Regions from separate parts of the Mus musculus genome. Here regions 1 and 3 are each linked to region 2. Evidence: chromatin contacts called from public promoter capture Hi-C data. All regions are on one chromosome and are shown on one strand. The core of a region is the stretch at or near the end of the contact, and the rest is flanking DNA. Distances in the headings are between cores, read along the strand shown.

Region 1 (3,958 bases), core at 571-3,070, 1.4 Mb before region 2:
CGCGTAATCACCATATTGTGTTGAAGGTACTGTTTATTTCATCTTATAATGATCTAGGGCTTAATAATATTTCTTTTACATAGTGAGTGATAGATAAAAGAAAAAATAGAATTATAAACTATAGTTTTTCTCTATGAATTTTTCAAATTTCCTCTATGGCAACGTTGCCATTGTTGCAGAGGCATAGAACTAATATTTTTTTTTCTCATTCATAACTTTCCTGCAGAAGTCTTTGTCTTCTCTTTTGAAGGATGGTGTTGTAAGATATGAAATTTTAATTTTAGGAACTTCACTTTTGAAGCTGCTGCACTGTGGCAGGGCAAATTATTTCTATTGTGAAACGCAGTGAAATTTTGGTTTCTGCTCTTCTATATAGAAGGGGTTTTATTTGTCCTATCTAATTGTTTTAGGTTTTTCAACAACTAGTTATCCAATACCAAATGTTCAGCCTGATAACACATAAAAGCAACATTATACTGACTGAATGGGGTTTATTCATGTATTTAGTGGCACACACACACACACATGCACCATATATATATATATATATACATATATGTATGTATATACACACACATATATGTATGTGCATGTATATGTATATATTTCATGAACTTTTTCATTTGTCATTCAATGTTAATAGATAGTTTTTCTCTGTAGTGTTGTGTCCTGGTGTGGGTAGTGTTGAATCATAGATTCAAAGGAGTTCACATTTCCGAGAGTGCTCAACTCTAGACTGCTTTTTTATCAACCTGTCAGTTCTGCCTCAAGGAAGAAACATCGAAATGAGGGAAGAAAGAATTCAAGAGCCTGAAAATATAAATGTGCTTTCACCTGCAAATAGCATGACTGCATAATCAACTCATAGCAGCTGTGTTGGCCAAACAAGACCTGCACAAGATTAAGCCAGTTAAAAATCACTGGTAGATGAGAGTGAAGAGAGGGAGAGGGAGAGGGAGAGGGGAAGGGCGAGGGGAGGGGGAGCGGGGAGACACGGAGGCACGGAGGCACGGAGACACGGAGACACGGAGACACGGAGACACGGAGACACGGAGACACGGAGAAGGAGACACAGAGAAGGAGACGCGGAGGTGGAGACACGGAGATGGAGACGGAGACAGAGACTTGAGATGGCCAGCGCTTGAAAGGCGGTATAGAGTTGAAGGCTTCTAGGTAAAGTATGGCAACTTTACATTTTGAGTGACGATTGATAAGTTGCCCATTTCCCAGTGGATGACCCAACATCTGTGTACATATTGTCATCACTAAGTAGATTCCAAGAGTTCAGCAGCAGCAACAACAACAACATAAAACAAATACAGAAACACTAAAATAATGCGAATTTAAACTTAACAAGAGGAAATGAAATTGGCAAGCCCAATCTCTGGTTGCAGTCTCCCCAAACTCACTCCTACATCAGAGGAGAACAACACTCAGCAGGGGTATGCCTCAGTCTACCCTCCTCCCGTAAGAAATAAGGCCTCTTAATGGAGACATCTCCAGGACTGGAATGAATGCTGTTTTTTTTTTTTTTTCCCTTCTGGTAGAATAAGAGATACTTATTCCTCAGAGATTCAGGTTGAGGAAGAGAGGCTGTTGGAGCCAATGCTCACAGATGAGCTCACTTCTGTCCAGTAGCTTCACCAATACATTTTCCTGTTTCTCTGAGTCTGATGAAACAGAGAATCAACTGTAAGACGTCACATGAAGCGGATTTATTACTGACGTAGAAGCAGCAAGGGTAACTAACTATAATGCCAAGTTTGGTTGTAAGCTGGTCTGCCAAGGCTTGGAAAGCTGCCCAGGGCAGATGGTGTTTTGGATGCATGGGCTCCATCGCAGCAGACAGGAGGGCCCTCAAAACGCAGCTCCTTCCAGCTCTGTAGCTGAGGATCGTCAGACTAAGTGAGGTGAAGAATTAAAGGGGATAGGATGAAACTGAAATTGGACTGTTGTAACCACCTCCCTGCTGATCTGAACGCATTACAGTCTCAGCATTTTAGGACAGAAATATGGATCAGTTGAAGGCTCTGGAGAGTCCGGTATGAAGTGCTTGTAAGACTGTCTTAGGAGATTTTCCATTTCCTGCTGTTTCACTTACCCGCTATGCCAGTCTTTAAAATATCTATTTTACGTCTCTCTCCGGGCATTGTTATGAGGGCACCTCCCAGAGCTGAGGGTGATGGTTTGCCCATTGCATTGAAGGGTCCAAGAAGCATTATGTATTTTCCCTCTGCCTATACATTATCTATAAGGGAACAGCAGTGAGCTGCCTTGTCACAAAAGTTGGGAAACTTACTACATTGCCCACGCCTCCCAGTCCTCCTGGCACTGGAACTGTTTACCCTACTAGGAGTTATGACAGGTTTTTTATTAGGTATGAATGTGCTCATTTGTTTTCTTTTACAATGCTTTATTAAGGGCTCATTTAATAAATGAGCTTAATCCTATTTACACAATATTCTTAACACATTTTATACAATATATATAAAACACATTTTATACTTTAACTTGTTCACTTTCAGTTTAATTTTTGTTTCAATGCAAGAACACTTGTGAAATCTCAGCCTGTGGATATTTTCTTCTTATTTTTTCCTATACTTTCTTTCTTTATGAAATTTTAAGCTGATTCATGTGCAGTTCACCTTCATATTGACTGAAATGCTAGCTTTTTGAGGGGTTGAGATTCTTCCTACTCACTCAGTTTGATCCTTTCTGTAAATCCTTCCTTTTTCTATTACTCATTCTTTGTGTGCTCACAAAAATATTGTGTCTTTGGAATTCACATATGAGAATATTCAGATATCATTTTCTCACATATTTTTGACCTTCCTTGAGGAATTAAATGCAGGTATACTGAAATATCCAAAATTATTCCACTGTGAGCTGATCTTATTTTCATTCAGATTATCTTTGTATACTAAAGAGATAGTAGATGTATGAATATTTTCTCCTAGTGTCTAATTTTTTTTCTAATATATGTTTGCTCGATCCCATACATTCTAATCCCACAGTAGTTTTGTTTTCTTTTTGAGATCTTATAAAATATACTTTTAATGCTTAAACTTTATTGTTTGTACTTTAACATTTGCCACAGTTTAGATTAGTTTTTTTCTGATATATATTTTCCTGGATATATATTTTCCTGGAAATTTTCCATGATATAATTTGTACTAAAATCCAGACTTTCTGATTTTATGCATCAGCTGGTAATACCTGAATTGTGTATTTTTTTTTTTTTAGGGCTGTTCTCCCATTATAAAAATAACTACGTGGAGTCCCTTTTTCTATTCCCACTAGGCCCTTCAGGCTCATTGGTATTAGACCTTGACTTCATCTGCAATTAAATACTCCAAGAACTAAGTTACGGACCTTCTATGTACTAAACACATGATCCTCTTAGCTTTAGGGAATTCTAGTACTTATATTAATTTATTACATTCATATGAAGCTGCATCATTTCCAATTTTAGAGGTTGTTATACTTTAGCTTTTAATAATTTCTATTTCAGTAGGGTCCCCACAAAAAGCCTGATTTTTTTTTTCTGAATAAACTTGTCTTCCTTGAGGCACAATCTTCTGCTTTGTCTTTTTGTTTCTTGGATTTGAAACTGTGGGTTTGAGTTGCATATTAATTGTAGTAATCTTTATTTATTCTTCAAATATATCTTCTTTTACCTTGTATGTCTATGATTCTAGTTAAAAATATGATGCAATAAAATTACTTTATTAATCATTTTTAGATAATGATTCAGGTTATGTCCATAAGGGTGATGGCTTTCACAATGTTTTCCTCTCTGATTTTCAGGTTTAGGGATTACTGATGCACCTGTCCACCTACAAACTCATGAATCCATCCCTCAGATACATTCCTTTTTGTCCCTAGGAAGCAAAGGAGTTCTTCACATTCATTTTGTATTTGCTTTTGTTTTAACTTGATAATTTAGTAGTCATCTTTA
Region 2 (3,603 bases), core at 513-3,012:
TACCCTGATTGCATCTGTTTGGGTTAATAAGGCTTCGTGTTCTCTGTAACCAGTGTGCTTTGCCTATATTGTTTTGTCTCCTTCCAAGATTAATCTATGAAGCCTTTTCCATTTCTTATGCATCTTTAAAGGGCACTTAAGAGACTTTTAAGCATAATTTCTAAAATATTCAATAGACCTAATGTCTAGCAATACGTAAAATTTAATACATAAACTACAGAAGCGACGTGATTGGAAAAGAAGGAAAACTTCATTTCTTTCTTTGGTATAATTATATTAGGCAAGTTAAACAACAGAAGAAAACCGTAAAAATAGAAAAGAATCTGGGGGCTGTAATCTCTTTTTATCTACACTATCCCTCCTGTACATATCAGAGAGAAACCAGCACACATTTCCAGAGGTCAACCAGGAAGTCCGAGGTTGAACTTTTTGTCCATCAGAAATAAAGGCTGATCATCAATGAGTGTTTATTTTTCTTTCCTTTTCTTTAAAAATATAGAACAATAAAAGGAAAATCCATCTTAAAATATGACGTACTTATCTACTCAGTGTGACCCTTGACATAGATGATTTGGCCATTACATTTTTAAGATTTTCATTTTACAATGTCAACCACCTCTTGCTTGCAAAGTGTGCAAAACTGCCTAATGGAAAACAGATTTCTCCACACACTTTTTTCTTGTAGCTAGGATTGGGTGAATTCAAGTGGAAATGTTGGTTACATTTTTAGTCTTAGCTTTTTTTAGAAAGATAATTACAGAATAATTATGGACTAACTACAGAAAATAGTAAATGTTTGCCCAAGTAGAAGGAATGGCTATGTGAATTTAGTACCTGGCGGCTTTCTTTAGAACTGAATGTTATTTACACAGCGAAATGGGAAACAATTCAAGTAGAGCAACCTATGAAAGACCCCAGAAAATGAGAAGCATGTAAGTAAAAACGACAAGAAACGTTTTCTAAGGTCCTATTTTGCCTGAGAAGAAACTGAAGATAGAAGGAGAGAAGAGGCGAGCATAAAACAAAAGACTTCCTTTCTCCAGCCCCACTTTCCCTGTTTCTTTTGTCATAGGTTGTTGTGAACTCAGGCAAACATTGAAAGGTTTTCTTTTGGGGGGCGGGGGGCACTTTTGATTAATTTTATTTTTCCAGAGATAGGGGAGTAGTAGTTAAACATGCCTCTCGAGTTACAGAACAGAAGTTCAAACTTTTGAAAACAAAAGAGAGGAAAAGAAAAGAAAGAAAGAAAAAAGGCAGAAAACCAAAGTTATCCGACCTGCTGAGGCTGCTAACAAAAAAGTAAAAGGCGTTCTAAAAGCATAGCTCAGTTTCACTGTCCGGGTCGGGGTCGGTGATTGGTAGTTGAGGGAAGGCTTGTTTCGCCTATGCCGTCTAGAAGACGTTGAGCAGCACTGCTATATACAGGAGTGTAAGACGGGAGAGTTATTCTCGGGTTTATTCAGCTCAGTGAAGCTGCAGTAGCTAAAAGCCAAGTGCTCCCGACTGCACGCCGCTGGCCTAACGCGGCTCGTCCCCGCTTTCCCGGCAACCGATCTGGGAGGGAATCCTGGACTCGCAACCCGACTCCGCTCGGCGTTGATTGGCTCCTGCTCAGGACCCCGCCTCCAAGGTAGAGGCGGCCACTTCGTAGGGACCCGCCCCCCGGCCGTGGGAATCGCCGCCTAGCAGGCGGGCTGCGGCTGCCACTCAGTCGGAGTGGCGGAGGCTCTGGGTTCGTAGCCCCGCCTCCTCCCCCCTAATTGATATTATTGGAGTGTGGAGCAAGCGGCCGGTCTGCAGTCGGAGACTTGCAGGCAGCAAACACGGTGCGAACGAACCGGAGGGGGGAGAGAGAAATCAAACAGCTAAGCGTGGAGCAGACGGCCTGGGACCCAGAAGGGGATCGATGCGAGGAGCGCAATAATAACAACAATAATAACCCACTTCGGAGCAAACAGCATCTAAAGAGCTGCGACCCAACTGCAGCCTAAAAAAATCAAACCTGCTCATGCACCATGGTTGTTCAAACTCGGTTCCCTTCGTGGATTATTTTGTGTTACATCTGGCTGCTTGGCTTTGCACACACGGGGGAGGCGCAGGCTGCGAAGGAAGGTAAGGCCAGAGGAAAGCAAAGTTTGTTCTGACTTATTTATTTCGCTGTCTACCTGCACGAGCCGACGGGTCCGCGGCGCTGGCCGCCGCGCCTCCGGCGCCGGGCGACCCTCCCTCGACCCCCCGCCCCCTCCCCGCCCTCAGTTCCAATCGACCAGAGGCGACCGGCCGGGACTAGTCGGGGCCCCGGAGCTCCAAGGGGTGGCCGGGGACTGGCGCGCGCTCTGCAGCCGGGCAGCTCGGGGGGCCATGGTGGCGAGGCTGAAGGGCGAGCGAGCTCCTTTGCATCCGGCATCTCGGGTCTTCAGCTCCAACCGCCGCGTTTGCTCCTTCTCTTGCGGTCGGCCTGCCGTGGACGCCACAGTGAGAGTTGGTTCGAAACCTGGGGAGTGGAGCTCCGCGTCGCCCCCAGCCTCCCCGGAGGAGCCGAGACTTCCGTGGCTGCGAGCGCTCGGGCTCCCGCCGACTCGCTCACTGCGGCGGCGGCGGCGGCGGCGGCGGCAGCGGCGCGGGCCTGCGGTGGGCGCTCGGCTGCCGCTCGAAACAATGCGGCCGCGAGGGGAGGCAGCGCGCGGGGCTCGGGCTCGACCCGCCGCCGGGAGGACTGGCCGCAGCCGGCAGTTTGCACGGAGAGGCCACCGAGTGAGAAGTCTCCCGTCACTTGGCCCAGGTCCGGTACTCCGGGAGTCCAAGTAGCCAGTCCTGGCCTCTGGGGACGAGTTCTGGTACGCGAGGGGAGGCTTCTTTTGACCACAGGATACGCCTGTACGTGGGTATTTTTCCCTGCGTCTCCTTTGAACCATTGGCAAAAGGTAAAATACCTTTTGGTGCCTGTAGTTGGAGCTGGGGAAAAATAAATCCTGTCAAAGGAAGTGTCTTGCTGCTAAGCAGTGTCACAATACCGGTACCTCATCTGACAAGCTTGCGTTTCTAAGGTTGATTTCTTGGATACTTTAGAAGCCTGTTCGGGGGTGTGGAGGGCGAGAGATCTGTTAGATTTAGGTCATAGCAGTACTAAAGGGAGGGGGCATACTGGTCCTCGATTCTTTTATTCCTAAAACTTAAGATTTCACGCGGCTTTTCTTTATTCTCTTCGTCCACCCTTCTTCGTTAACTCAACATCCCCAACCCGGTACAGTACCCTACTTTGGAACAGCCTGACCTTCTGGCCCCACTTTGCACATCTGCAGTCTGTGTTGACGCTGAATCCATTGAGAGAAAAACGTGCCTCTGAGCTGATGGTTATGTCTGCAGGTGGACCAGCATCTGCTACACACACACATACACACACACACACACACACACACACACACACACACACACACATCAAACATACATTTCAAGCCTCTTGACTTTGGTGACCAGAAACCGACACCCTGCCACCTTGTCCCGATTCCTCCGGAATAGCGGGATCTAAGGAAAAGTTTGCCCCGCACGGCGAAGCGGCGCGCGCGAGCTCTGGCAGACTCCAGCAGGAGTTTGAGCTATAAA
Region 3 (3,508 bases), core at 348-2,847, 1.9 Mb before region 2:
ACATTTTTTCTGCTAATACTGATCAATTCACTATTGGCTTGAAATTCTCACAGATTTTAAGTAAGTAAGCACTTTTCAAACATTCTTTCTTTTTTATTTTTCAAAGATATGTACACTTTTTTTCCAGGTCTGTGTTTCTGGAAACACTGGATTTGTCCGGTCTCTACCTTAATTTGGCTTCGCTGAACAAGCTTTATGTGTGCTACCCACCGTCTTGCCATTTTCTCCAAGGTCTGACTGTTTCTGGGAGAGTAATAACCTAGCTATTCTTTAAACACACCCAATTTTCTCTGATTTTAGCATGTTCATTTCTTGAGCCATGACTTTCTAGCCCTTTACATAAGCATCTTTACTTTGTGAAACCTCAGAATAAAACCTTTAAATTGCTGAACCAACTCCTGATCATTGAGCTTTCTTATCATGCACTATCTCTATTTATTTATTTATTTATTTATTTATTTATTCATTTATTATTTTTGGTTTTGCTTTGTCTCCCTCCATGATACTTTTTTTGCAAAGATCAAACATGCATTTGTATAAAGTCGTTTAATATGTTTAATAGGACAAGATCTGTTCTGCATTAGTGAGGCCACAGTATACACAGTCATTGCCTCTGTATGCGCATTGATCATGGAGAGTGTAGCTACTGAATAGAAACTTCAGAAACCCTGTAGAAATTTATCCGGTCTGTTCAATTGAAAATGGAGTATTTCCCCATTCCAGAAAATCCCCTAAGCCACGTTTACGTGCCAGCATTGTTTCTTTCTTTCTTTTTTTTTTTTTTTTTGTCTTTGGGTGTCTTAAAATTTCAGGGAGCTGAAAGCTACTGAACCCAATATGTTAGAATATACTACATCTACAAAATATTTTGCTGTGTTAGCATGAGCTCTCTCTCTCTCTCTCTCTCTCTTTCTCACACACACACACACACACACACACACACACTCACACACACACACCCCTGAGCACAAGCACTCTTGTTTAATCTTACATTGATTAAAATGAAGAGTGCAATATTATTCTTCGGTTCATATTCTATTTTAGTTTTTGTAGAGCAGATATCACCAGTATAACAAATGTTTTCTAGTCTTCATTTTGATGAAAGAAAAAAAAACAGATCATATTATATAAGTGTTAAGTGCATCTTATATTGAATACTGATAATCGTAATTTTCTGTGAGTATTTCCTAAGATCAGTCATCTATTTTATGACTGTACACACAGAACTTCGTCGCTTGAACTTTTTCCGCTTTATACATAGACATTTTTATAAAATATTCATAAGAAATTGTTGACTGTAGAACTGTGGCAATTCTCTGGAGTGATCCTGGGAGTTTTTCCGTCAATGAGCTCCATGTGGCTCTGGCAGCATGGGCTACGCTCCATAAATCAGACTAAAACCATTTTATGCTACTTTCTAAAATTACTGCTATCAACAAAACCCATGAGCCTGAATTACTTAATCTATGCAGATGTTGTTAACTGCATTAATTATTTAATTCTGGCAATAAAACAGCAGTTGTATTTGCCTTCATACAGACAAACCATTCACAGGGTTCGCTTTTTGAAAGAATGTGTAATAATATAACCACTAGATGGGAGTAGACAACCTTCCAAGCAATGAACAGTTTGCCACTGGAAGTCCCTAGACTTTGATGTAAGGTAATTCTAGGTTACTGTATCACATTTCTAACCAAAGCTCAAAGAGGATCCTTTGTTAACTATTGGAAGTTACATTGAGATTGAGTTGTTTATGTCAAGAACTGAACTGATCTGAAAACACTTTCCTCTCCAGGGCCAGGATTGTCATCTATATGATTTCACGGTGAGCAAAGGACGCAAAAATATACATTTTTTAATGTCTTTACTGACACAGAACCCACTTTAGATCATAGTTAAGAAACTAGTAGTTTGACAAATTAAATTCTTCGTTTTGAAGTACAGCTGTGTTCTAAAAATAATTACATAAACTAGACCTGAAAGAGAGGAATCGACTAAGCTCCCGCTGTCTTAAGAAAGATGGTTAATTGAATAGTTCATGCACATGTGCTGAATAATAAGCACCTCCAATCAAAGATAAGTATAAAACAAAATGAATGTTTTTAACTGGGTGAGCTGTGCCAGTGAGCCTCGACCGGTCAATGAAGTTATAATTGGTTCTAATTACAACATTTCAAGATGTTAATGATTTTGTTGTTGTCATTGTTAACCTGTATCTAAATCAAGAACAAAGGTAAAATAAAAAAAAAAAAGTTAGAGGAAGTAAACGTAAAATGACGAAGCTGCATAATTCTTTCACCTTAGTAACCATATCCAAAACTCAGATTACTTTCTAGTGAGGCAAAGATGGATGATGCACAAAATGTTCATCTTAAATGGCAGTAAAGTTTTTCCTCAAGAAAAAAACTGTAATCTTAATTTTAAATGTTAAAATGAATCTTGCTCATTTCATTATTGCTCTTACCACCCGTAGCAACACAGGCAGTGCAGTCATCAATATAAGGCAAAGGCTATATTGTCTGTTGAAATCTCAACCCTTACGACTCTTCTCAATTCCTGAAACCTGTCTGATTTTCCCTGTACAGCACTCATCTTCGAATCAGATTTGAGTTTTATGATAGTATGCTTTATTCATTTCTAATTGTTACTTATAGTTCAATTATAGATGTATTCTCTGGTTTCTCTTAATAATATGCTTCAGAAGGTTTTCAAAAATTAATCTCAGACTAGATTTTCTATATTGGATATTGTAACCACATTTTCCTGATTTCAAACTCAGAAGACCACTACTATTCAATTATATCTTCACAGATGTAAATTTTACTCCAGTTTTAATATTTTTTTCAAGTTAAATATTATCATTTTTAAATGGCAAAAATTTAATAATATGTTTTATGGCAATTTTGCAAATTTAAATAACTAAGTAAATGTTAAATATGTCTCTTATGCTATTAGCTTGTAATAATACGTCTGTCAAATTATGAGCAAGAAAAGTTGTCTTTGTAATAGTAGATAATAAATGCAATTTTAAAAGAATATTCTAACTAGATTTAAATATCTTTATCACAGCATTAAGGAAAAAAGAATTATGTAGTAAAAATAGTAAAAATAACATTATTTTTCTTTAATATGTTTTAAAATAACCATTCTAATTCATACAAATGTTAAAATCATATGAAATCAGCTTAGTCTTTCAAATGCAAATGTTACTATGAGCTTTAAGGGGATGGTAAATTGATTTCTGAAAAACAAGGCTATCGCTAGGAAACACATACAAATTTCAATTCAAAATCAAAAGTTATTTAATTATCTTATGTGAATAAGCCTTAACAGAGTTAATATAAAAATTCTTATACTATAATTTAATCATTTTAGTAAGAAAAGTAAAAAAAAAGTTACTAAATGGTTATTGTTCTATCTTAGCTTTAGTTTTAAATAATACAAATATTTTCATGTATAGTTACATTTATTTAAATTTTCCAGTTTTAGTACTATAAGGGTATACATT

What was found. Promoter capture Hi-C pulls out the DNA fragments that hold promoters and counts their contacts.
Region 1: a promoter capture Hi-C map of hippocampal neurons shows a contact between it and region 2, with 3 times the contacts expected there. The contact joins the enhancer-like site here to the promoter of Epha7 in region 2. A contact is called at or near these places in 2 of 39 promoter capture datasets (cranial neural crest and hippocampal neurons), 3 of 484 Hi-C or Micro-C datasets (cerebellar granule neurons and cerebellum) and 1 of 115 datasets of contacts at active chromatin or transcription factors (astrocytes).
Region 3: a contact with region 2 is called in a promoter capture Hi-C map of hippocampal neurons, with 52 times the contacts expected there. The contact joins the enhancer-like site here to the promoter of Epha7 in region 2. A contact is called at or near these places in 12 of 39 promoter capture datasets (the 3T3-L1 cell line, the HPC-7 cell line, HPC-7-derived erythroid cells and 8 more), 35 of 484 Hi-C or Micro-C datasets (the AML12 cell line, brain, cardiomyocytes and 19 more) and 9 of 115 datasets of contacts at active chromatin or transcription factors (SST interneurons, astrocytes, embryonic forebrain and 6 more).

The regions. Positions count from the first base shown.
Region 1 is chr4:27,424,276-27,428,233 of GRCm38.p6, forward strand. No RefSeq gene overlaps it. Among named protein-coding and RNA genes, the nearest start is that of Gm25173, 270 kb to the right of the region's middle. Within about 2 kb of position 1,821, at least 19 of the 459 cell types and tissues checked have an H3K27ac peak or open chromatin away from gene starts, as enhancers often do. A contact at or near this core is called in cerebellar granule neurons, cerebellum and hippocampal neurons, where this site is marked.
Region 2 is chr4:28,811,369-28,814,971 of GRCm38.p6, forward strand. Epha7 (Eph receptor A7) reads left to right here and starts at 1,763. Exons shown (of 17, transcript NM_010141.4): 1 at 1,763-2,112. The coding sequence starts at 2,016.
Region 3 is chr4:26,928,689-26,932,196 of GRCm38.p6, forward strand. No RefSeq gene overlaps it. Among named protein-coding and RNA genes, the nearest start is that of Gm42264, 100 kb to the left of the region's middle. Within about 2 kb of position 1,598, at least 5 of the 459 cell types and tissues checked have an H3K27ac peak or open chromatin away from gene starts, as enhancers often do. A contact at or near this core is called in hippocampal neurons, where this site is marked.